Regions from separate parts of the Mus musculus genome. Here region 1 is linked to region 2. A link is a contact called in public HiChIP or PLAC-seq data. All regions are on one chromosome and are shown on one strand. Each heading gives the region's core, a stretch centred on a gene start, on an enhancer-like site or on the middle of the called end of the contact. The rest is flanking DNA. Distances are from core to core; before and after follow the strand shown.

The links. HiChIP or PLAC-seq counts read pairs in DNA pulled down with a chosen protein or histone mark.
Region 1: an H3K27ac HiChIP or PLAC-seq map of SST interneurons shows a contact between it and region 2, with 4 times the contacts expected there. The contact joins two enhancer-like sites. A contact is called at or near these places in 2 of 484 Hi-C or Micro-C datasets (both in uterus) and 2 of 115 datasets of contacts at active chromatin or transcription factors (SST interneurons and neural progenitor cells).

Annotation. Positions count from the first base shown.
Region 1 is chr11:56,739,811-56,743,803 of GRCm38.p6, reverse strand. No RefSeq gene overlaps it. Among named protein-coding and RNA genes, the nearest start is that of Gm39826, 15 kb to the right of the region's middle. Within about 2 kb of position 1,768, at least 13 of the 459 cell types and tissues checked have an H3K27ac peak or open chromatin away from gene starts, as enhancers often do. A contact at or near this core is called in SST interneurons, where this site is marked.
Region 2 is chr11:56,371,496-56,375,802 of GRCm38.p6, reverse strand. No RefSeq gene overlaps it. Among named protein-coding and RNA genes, the nearest start is that of Gm32500, 52 kb to the left of the region's middle. Within about 2 kb of position 2,057, at least 28 of the 459 cell types and tissues checked have an H3K27ac peak or open chromatin away from gene starts, as enhancers often do. A contact at or near this core is called in SST interneurons, where this site is marked.

The DNA of each region.
Region 1 (3,993 bases), core at 519-3,018, 370 kb before region 2:
CTTCATTACCTCATATTCTGATCCATTAATATATCCATTGTGCCAAATGATAAAAAAAAAAAAACCTTAAACTTCAAATGAACAAACAAAAATATTTCTTGCGCGCGCGCATGTGTGTGTGTGTGTGTGTGTGTGTGTGTGAATGCAGGCACTCAGTGCCAGTCAAAGGATACGTCTGGGGATCAGCCTTTGTTTTCTACCTTGGTTGAGACATTTCTTCTTCCTTGCTGCAAACTTTAGCTCAGCTGCTCTCTGAGCTTCCTGGGATCCTCCAGTCTCTGCATCCTGTCTTGTCACAGGTTTTCTGAGATAACAGATGTGCAACAGCAGTATCCATTTTCCTGTAAGTTTAAGGAATTTGATCTTAGATCTTCATGCTTGTATGGGAACAGTTTACTTAGTGTTCTCCCTAGCTTTGCTTTTATTTTATTTTAAAAAAAAGGTTTTGGCTGGAGAGATTGATGATCATTGGTAGGTAAAAGCACTTGTTCTTTCAGAGGAATTTAGTTCCTAGTATCCATATTGGTCAGCTCACAACCATCTGTAACTCCAGCTCCAGGGGATTCAACACCTTTGACTTTCAAAGGTATCTGTGTTCAGATGCATATTCCAAACACAGCCACATACAGAATTAAAAATAATGCAAATAAATCTTTAAACATTCAAAAGATTTGTGAAGAAAATCAGTTAGCATTTATATGTGGCAGGGAGTAGATATCAGATATGGATGGATCCTGGAAATCTTTGGGAGGAAGTGGCATTCAAGAGAGACTCTCCAAGCCGAGGAAAAGCAATTATCAAGGAAAGAGAGCAGGGTTCCTGGGGAAAGGCTGTACCATGGCTGGAGCCAGGGGACTAAAAAAGAGATGAAGGGATAAGAAAATGCTAGAAGACAGGGTAGATCAGAAAGAGAGCAGAGCTGAGCTCCTGCCTGAGGTAGGCATGCCCTATTCATGCTGAATGCAGGAAACGGTGGGGGGTCACACTTTCATGGGTGAAAGAGACCAATGTTCAAATTCTTAGAATAAAGTGTGTTAGGGGTTCCTCACATGACCAGTTATTCATTCTCACTATGGGGCTTCACAGAGCCATCAGTGATCATTTTTTAGAACTGTTTGTAAGAGACTCCTATGATTCCAGAATGTTCTCAGACTGTTCCCAGCCATTATCACGCTCCAGCATCCATTTTCAATTTTGAATGTTGAGCTGGATGGTTTTTATGGCATCTCAGCTAAAGCGAAATGAAAGGTAAGATTTATTTCATTTTTTTGACTATAGAGAGAACGCCTTGAAGTTTCCCTTAAATCAGGAAAAGAACCTTTTAGTGAGATTTAATTAGGCATACCGTTTTCTTTTTCTAAATATGCACACAGGCACTAATTAGGCATTTTGCGTCATGTATACCAGCATTATCTACAAATGATGAATAAAACTCTTAAGTACACTCTTTGGTGCTTGCATGAAGCTACTCAGGAGTCTGTAAGCAAGCTCACAAAGGAATGGAACAGAGCTCAAACCCCAAGAATTCAGGGACTGATGGAAAACAGCAAGCCTCTCAATTCATCAAGGAAAACCCTCATTCTTAGAGTATGAATTCAAGCCCAGGAAGGTTTCAATGTACTGTTTAAAATCTCATTCCTTTTGTTTCGTGCATGAAGAAGAAAACACAGCCACTGTAGGTGGACTCCGAGTGGGCTAAGCCTACAGGAGTGCAAATGATGTTGCTTTTAGAACAGTCTCCTCTTGGAGCAGTGTGCCTCCAAGGAGCATCTGCAGCTGTCTGAGAGTCACAATTACCCAGCTGCCAAGGGAGTATAGGGACTTTCCATTCTGAACAATGACCCTGGGAATAATTTTTTTCTGTGTTAGGCTCAGTTCCCCAGCTTTTAATATAAGGATATCAATAGAAAGCAACCTACATGGTATCAGCTAGGATGAAATCAGATTAAATAAAGCATTTAATTCAGGACCTAGTGGTTTTTAAATCTTAGCTATTATTATAGACTGATTGAGAGATATTTTGCAATCAATTCTAGAAGAAAATGTTGCTGGCTTTGAGTGTGTGTGTGTGTGTGTGTGTGTGTGTGTGTGTGTGTGTGTGTGTATGTGTGTGTGTGCATTGCATATGCACCATAAATGCATAAGGCAAAGAGAGAGATCTGATATGATACAGAAATGTGTGTTGAAGCTAGAGTTTCACACTTGGAATTCTTTCCCATTTTTACATTTTTTTCTCTGATGTGTACCATACATCTAAATAATATGCCGGCACAACATTTCCTGATCCATCAGCTTTAGGGAATGCTGTTTTGTCTGTTTTAAGTCCATTGTGTAGGCATCAGGAGTTTATTTACTTCACAATCCCACATCATCTGTCCTTTTTTTCTCAGTGTTTGGTGATCATATCACTATTGTACTTCTCTGATTCTCATAACTTTCCAGCATCTTTGTGAGTATTTTGTTCTGTTAATTTTAGACATTCCCTTGAGGCTCCCCTAAAACTTAAAGCTCTTTGCTATTCCTTCCTTCCTTCCTTCCTTCCTTCTTTCCTTCCTTCCTTCCTTCCTTCCTTCCTTCCTTCCTTCCTTCCTTCCTTCCTTCTTTCCTTCCTTCCTTCCTTCCTGATTTCTGAATGCCACTTCTGTGGCATTAGGAATTATCTATCTCAGGATGAGTTCCTTAAAAAAATGGAACCTTAGAAAGTGTTCTTAGCATGTGATTTACAGAGGGTCCATCTGAGTGACACTCTGTAAGGGAATGACAGCAGGACATGTGATTTACAGGGGTCCATCTGGGTGACACTCTGTAAGGGAATGACAGCAGAACAGGATCAGAAGTCACAGGAGTCTGGCTGTAGTCTAGCTTTACCTGTTCAATGGGCAGTTGGGGGCTGGGACTACAGCTTCACATTCACTGAGACCATGTGCTCCAGGCAGGAGTGTGCTAATAAGTAGAATATATATATATATATATATATATATATATATATATTGGCTGGATGGGTAGGTAGAGATATAGAAAGTGGTTAAACAGAGAGGTAAGTATATGACCATACTGCACTGGACACACCTGACTTGTTCTGATAGGAAGCTAGGTACATAGGTAAATGAGAGTTGTGTGGATGGACAGGTATATACGAGTAGATAGGTCATAGATGCAATACTGGTAGGTAGTGAAATGATATATAGATGATAGATAGATAGATAGATAGATAGATAGATAGATAGACATATATATAGATAAGTAGATAGATAGATTAGATGATAAGTAGATAGATGTTAGATGATACATACATATATACATACACAGATTAGATAGATAATACACAGACAATAGTTGGGCAGATAAATATGCAGATAAATCATAGATAAATGACCTGATAAATAAGTGAATGAGGAACAGAGGGATAGATAAATTACAAATTAGTAAGTGGATAGTTAGACAGGCAGATAGGTAGTTGATGGATAGTTGGGTGGCTAGATAGAGAGGTTGGTAGAAAGACAAATGATAGATAAGTATTGAGCAATTTACATGGCTTACTTCTTTCCTGCAAATGAAGTCCCATTTAGTAGGTGTTTTATTTTTACTCTTGTTTATTTTGAGGTTGTGATATTGTAGAACGACAGTAAGTTTGTGACTTTACTCAGTGAGCAGAGGGAAAAAACTGCTAGTCAGAAATCCATCCCATCTTAACATATATGACTAGAACTCGCCTCTGCAGAAGCATAATGGGAAACCGCACATCAATGGCCAATAAGACCCGGCCTAGATAGTCACTCCAGAGAATTAGGAGAGAGGCTTCTTTGGACTTGGAATAGAATCATTAAAGTAGCAGAAAGAAGTGGGGGTGGACCTTTGAATCTAGGAGCGTAGGGGTGGGTATACAAGGTTAGGAAACCACAGGTAAAACTCAAACTTGGCGGCGAAAGGGGTGAACATGCAGCCTGCATTCCCCAGGCACAGGCTGACATCACTTTTAGTGATGGAGGCCTG
Region 2 (4,307 bases), core at 808-3,307:
ATGGAGACTTGTCACAGCCTGTCATCCCTAACATCACACTCTTATTCCCAACTCTGTCTCATCTGTAAGAATGAAGTTCTAGCCAGATAGAAGGTACTGTGTTCTAAGTATATCTAGGGCTATAATGCAGAGCCAGAGTCCAACATCATCCAAACACTCAAGTGATAGAAGCAGAAGGATTGCTGTGAGTTTGAGTTTGGAGTTTGTGGCCACCCCAAGCTATAGTGTAAAATTATGTCTCTAAAACAAAAATAAATCAACAGCAACAAAGGGAAATAGGGACAGAATATCTGATGTGAAGAAATATCCATAAACATTCTACAGCAGGGTTTTCGTGTAACCTTGGTCTCCTGAATCAGAGCCTTGCATTCTCTGAGGACGGAATGAAGTCCAATGCTAGCCATGATATGTAAAGCATGCCAAGAGAATGTACCTAACCCTCTCCAAGAATTTATGAGCGGTTGTACATCTGTCCCCAGATGATGTGAGCTCAGAAGTTTATAGGGAATGGAATTTGTACAGAAGCGGAAACCAAATAAAGAAGAAATAAACAAATTACCCCACCCAGACCTGGGTTTGGTGACATTGGTGTGTCCTTAACACAGTTACCCTCAAAACCAAGATCCTCTAGGACTAATCAGCCACACAAGACCATGAAATTCCTCTTTAAATATAAGCTACTTAGAATGCAGAGTTCCTGTCATTTGTGATCAAAATAATCCTAAGAGGTGTATGATTTCCCAAAGCAGATGAAATTTAAGTAGATTTTAAAGACAGGTCTGTGGAAAGAGAAGCCAACTAGGCATGGAGAATAACCGATCCAACACATACTGGTTGGACCAGCATTGTTCATTTGTAGAGCTGCAGAGGGATGCTTGTTGTAGGCTGGTAAAGAGAAGACTGTTCAGCAGCATCAGCCTTCTGTTTTCTGAAAGCTAGTATCCCATATTCATGTCTGCTGACTTCACTATGACCACTTCACTGGAGCAAGAGTTAAAGTATGCCCCAGTGAATTGATGGAAAAGGAACAAAGCAAACAGGAAATGCTTTCACAGACAAATGAAAAATTCTGAGAGTAGCAAAGAAACAAAGCCAAACCTGCTGACTCCCCACACTGCATTAAAAGAACGGAGGGACGAGACTGATGTTAAAGGCTGTCCACTGGCTGACTCACTAATATTAGTGTCGTAAAACACGCACATTAAAAGTCTTCTGTGGGCAGATAAAATTTCATGAGTCATTCAGTGTTTACTCTGTGAGGGGTAATGAATCCAGCATCGAGTATGATAATCTTGATGTCAGCTCCCTCATGTGGCCAGGGGTCCTGGCAAGATGCTGAGGCTTCACGGGGCCAACACACTTCATGGGTGTCATAGCTAGAGATAGTTCACCTCATTTCTCTGATGCTGTTCCTCCTTCTACAATACTACCACTTCTACTCTGTATTCATCCTCATCATACCAGCCTTCAGGTCCTCTAAGGAATGCCACTTTCTCTGTAAAGCCTTCCCTTTCTCCCCAAGAAAGTCAAGTCTTGCTAGAGATTCACCTAGAAGATTACAGCCCCATTCTTTGAATAAACCTATTTGCAGTTCTTCTATTAGTGGAATGATAGATTGGCATATAGTGATCTTCTCCTTGGATCTTAAGCTCTGCAAAGGTAGAAACTGATCTCACCTGCTTGCTCCTTTATGTAACTCTCTCATGCATGCTGTCAGAACAGCGGAGCTCAAACAGGCCCTGGGTGTTCTCTAACTCAACCAGTTAAGCTAGATTAACTCCCTTGCAAACTGCCTGTCTGTAACTCTCTGTCTCTTTTCTAATCCATCTCTTCATCTTGTTATTTTTTTCCCCTAGCATTGGAAAATTACTGGCAATGTGAACATAATTGTGGAGAAATAGAAAGAATGACGCTTCTTCTCTGAAAGGGACAGAGATGATGGATTTACGAAAGATAAGCAAGCAAAATAATTTCAAAGGATGATTCATGCTGTGCAGAAAACTAGGTTATTGGGCTGGACACATGGAAGTAATGTTTCATCAGCTTAAAGTGGTTACCATGCAAACACAAGAACCTGATTTCGGTATCCAGAGTACACACGAATAAGCCTGGTGAGGTACAGGCTTGGAATCCCTGTGCTGGGTAGCTGGGGAGGGGTAGGAATCCCCAGGGGTCTCCCACCAGAGAGCCTAGTATTGTGCTATTTCTGTAAAAGTGAAAGCTTGTGTCTCAAAAACAAGGTGAAGCATTTCAAAGCCTCCTGTTCTCTGCACATTGACCAGTTGTAGGTTTCTGTTTACTTCCATCTATTTCAACAAGAAGCTCCTCTGAAAGGGTTGAGTTATGTACTAATGTATAATACAGTGATAAGTTACTAGGAGTAATTTTAATCTTTTGTCCATTTAGCAGAATGTTTTCTCCTAGATCCCATGACTTACCTAATAGTAGGTTTTGGACTTGCTGACAATGTCATGGCTGGGTTTTATCTCATGGAACAGTCCTTAAATTAAATCAGAGAGTGTTTTGGGGTTTTTTTGTATTTTTTTTACCCCTGTACCATTTAAACTTTTATTGCATCATGCCAGGCAAATTGTTATTGCCACTAGCAGTGTTCATAGTTAGGTGAGATGAAAGTTTATTTTTCTTCTTCAGTAGTGGGCACAACATTCTAAAACCATGAACACTGGCCAGCAGGGTTGACTCTTCCAGTTGACTGCTATCTAGAGTTCTCCATATCATAGAAGTCATGTATGTGGTGTCTTCAGCAATAGCATCTTGCCCACAATTTCTGGAGTTAATTGAGAGCATTGGCAATAGTCTGTACTGTTTAGAGGATCTATGGGACCCCACTGACCAACAATTCAAAAGGATGTAGCCCTTTCCTGTACTAGTGATTTTATTGATAGAATACGGTGTCTATTTGGAGTATTGTCACTCCATTTTAGAGTAATTCCATTTAAACTCTTCTTATCCATGTGGATGTGAATATTTTAGAAAGCTTCTACAGTTGTGGGTTTCAATATGGTCTTTTCCAAGTGCCTTTGTTACATATATGCAAAGCATCTAGCTCTGTCCTATGCATGTTCTCTGATTGGCAGTTCAGACTCTATGAGCCCCTATGGGCTCAGATTAGTTAATTCTGTAGGTTTTCTTGTAGTGTCCTTGGTAGGTTTTTCTAGCTCTTCTTAATGTTTGGCTGTTGGTCTCTGCAACAGTTTCCATCACTGCTTTGCCTAGCCTCAGTAGAAAAAGATGTGCCTAGTCTTATTGCAACTTGATATGCCAAGGTTGGTCTATATCCATGGAAGCCCCACTCCCTTTTTTGAGGAGGAGAAGAGGAGTGGGTGAAGTCAAGACAAGGGGAGAGGGAGGGACTGGGAGGAGGAGGGAGGGGAAGCTGTGATTGGGATGCAAAATAAATAAGAAACTTAATAAAAAAAATCAGGAAAAAGGTGCCTCTGTTATTTATTCCTCACCATTTTCCATCTTTACATTCCCTCCCATCCTTCACCACCTTTAATCTTAACTATTCCCTTCTTCCCTCTCTTCCTTTACAACACTCTACATCCCCTTCCTATATCCCCTTCCTAGCAGATATCTCCCTCTCCCATAGCATGGTGCATTTTAGATAGAATATCTTTATTTTTTTCTTTGACAAATGTATACTTGTTTACACGTGTCTTAATTCTCCCCCTTCTCCCTTTTTCCCTAGCATCCCCAACACATTCTGTGCCCCTTTCATGCACCCACCCTTTTCATTTATAATCTACATGGTCCAGTTGGCACTAAATCTCTGGTGTGTTAACTGATGTTGTTGGCATGATCTTCTATAGAAGGTAACCACAAATTCAGTGAGTTTAGGACTGCAATAGCCACACCATGACAGAAGACAGCATGACACAGCACTCCTTTCTGTTCCATGACCCTTACTTTGTTCCCTCCCCACTTCCATGTTGTTCCCTGAGCTTTAAGGAAAGACCAATAAAGACAACTCATTTAGTGTTGATCTGCCAACAGTCACTATGCTCAGGACTTTGACCAGTTATGACTCTTTTCACTAACTGCTGACCACTGCAGAGGGAAGATTCCTTAACTACAGTTAAAAGCAGAAATAACATACGGGTATATCACAATTATATAGAAGACAGCTTGTAACATGTCTATTTAGTAAGAAGACTACAATAGTAGCTTCATGGCTAGGGTACAGTCAATTTTGCATTGAATTATGTTTTTAAGTAGTTAAATTATATCTTTTTTGTCCTTTCATTGTCTTTTGTCTTTTTTCCTCCTTGTTTCTTTATCCCACT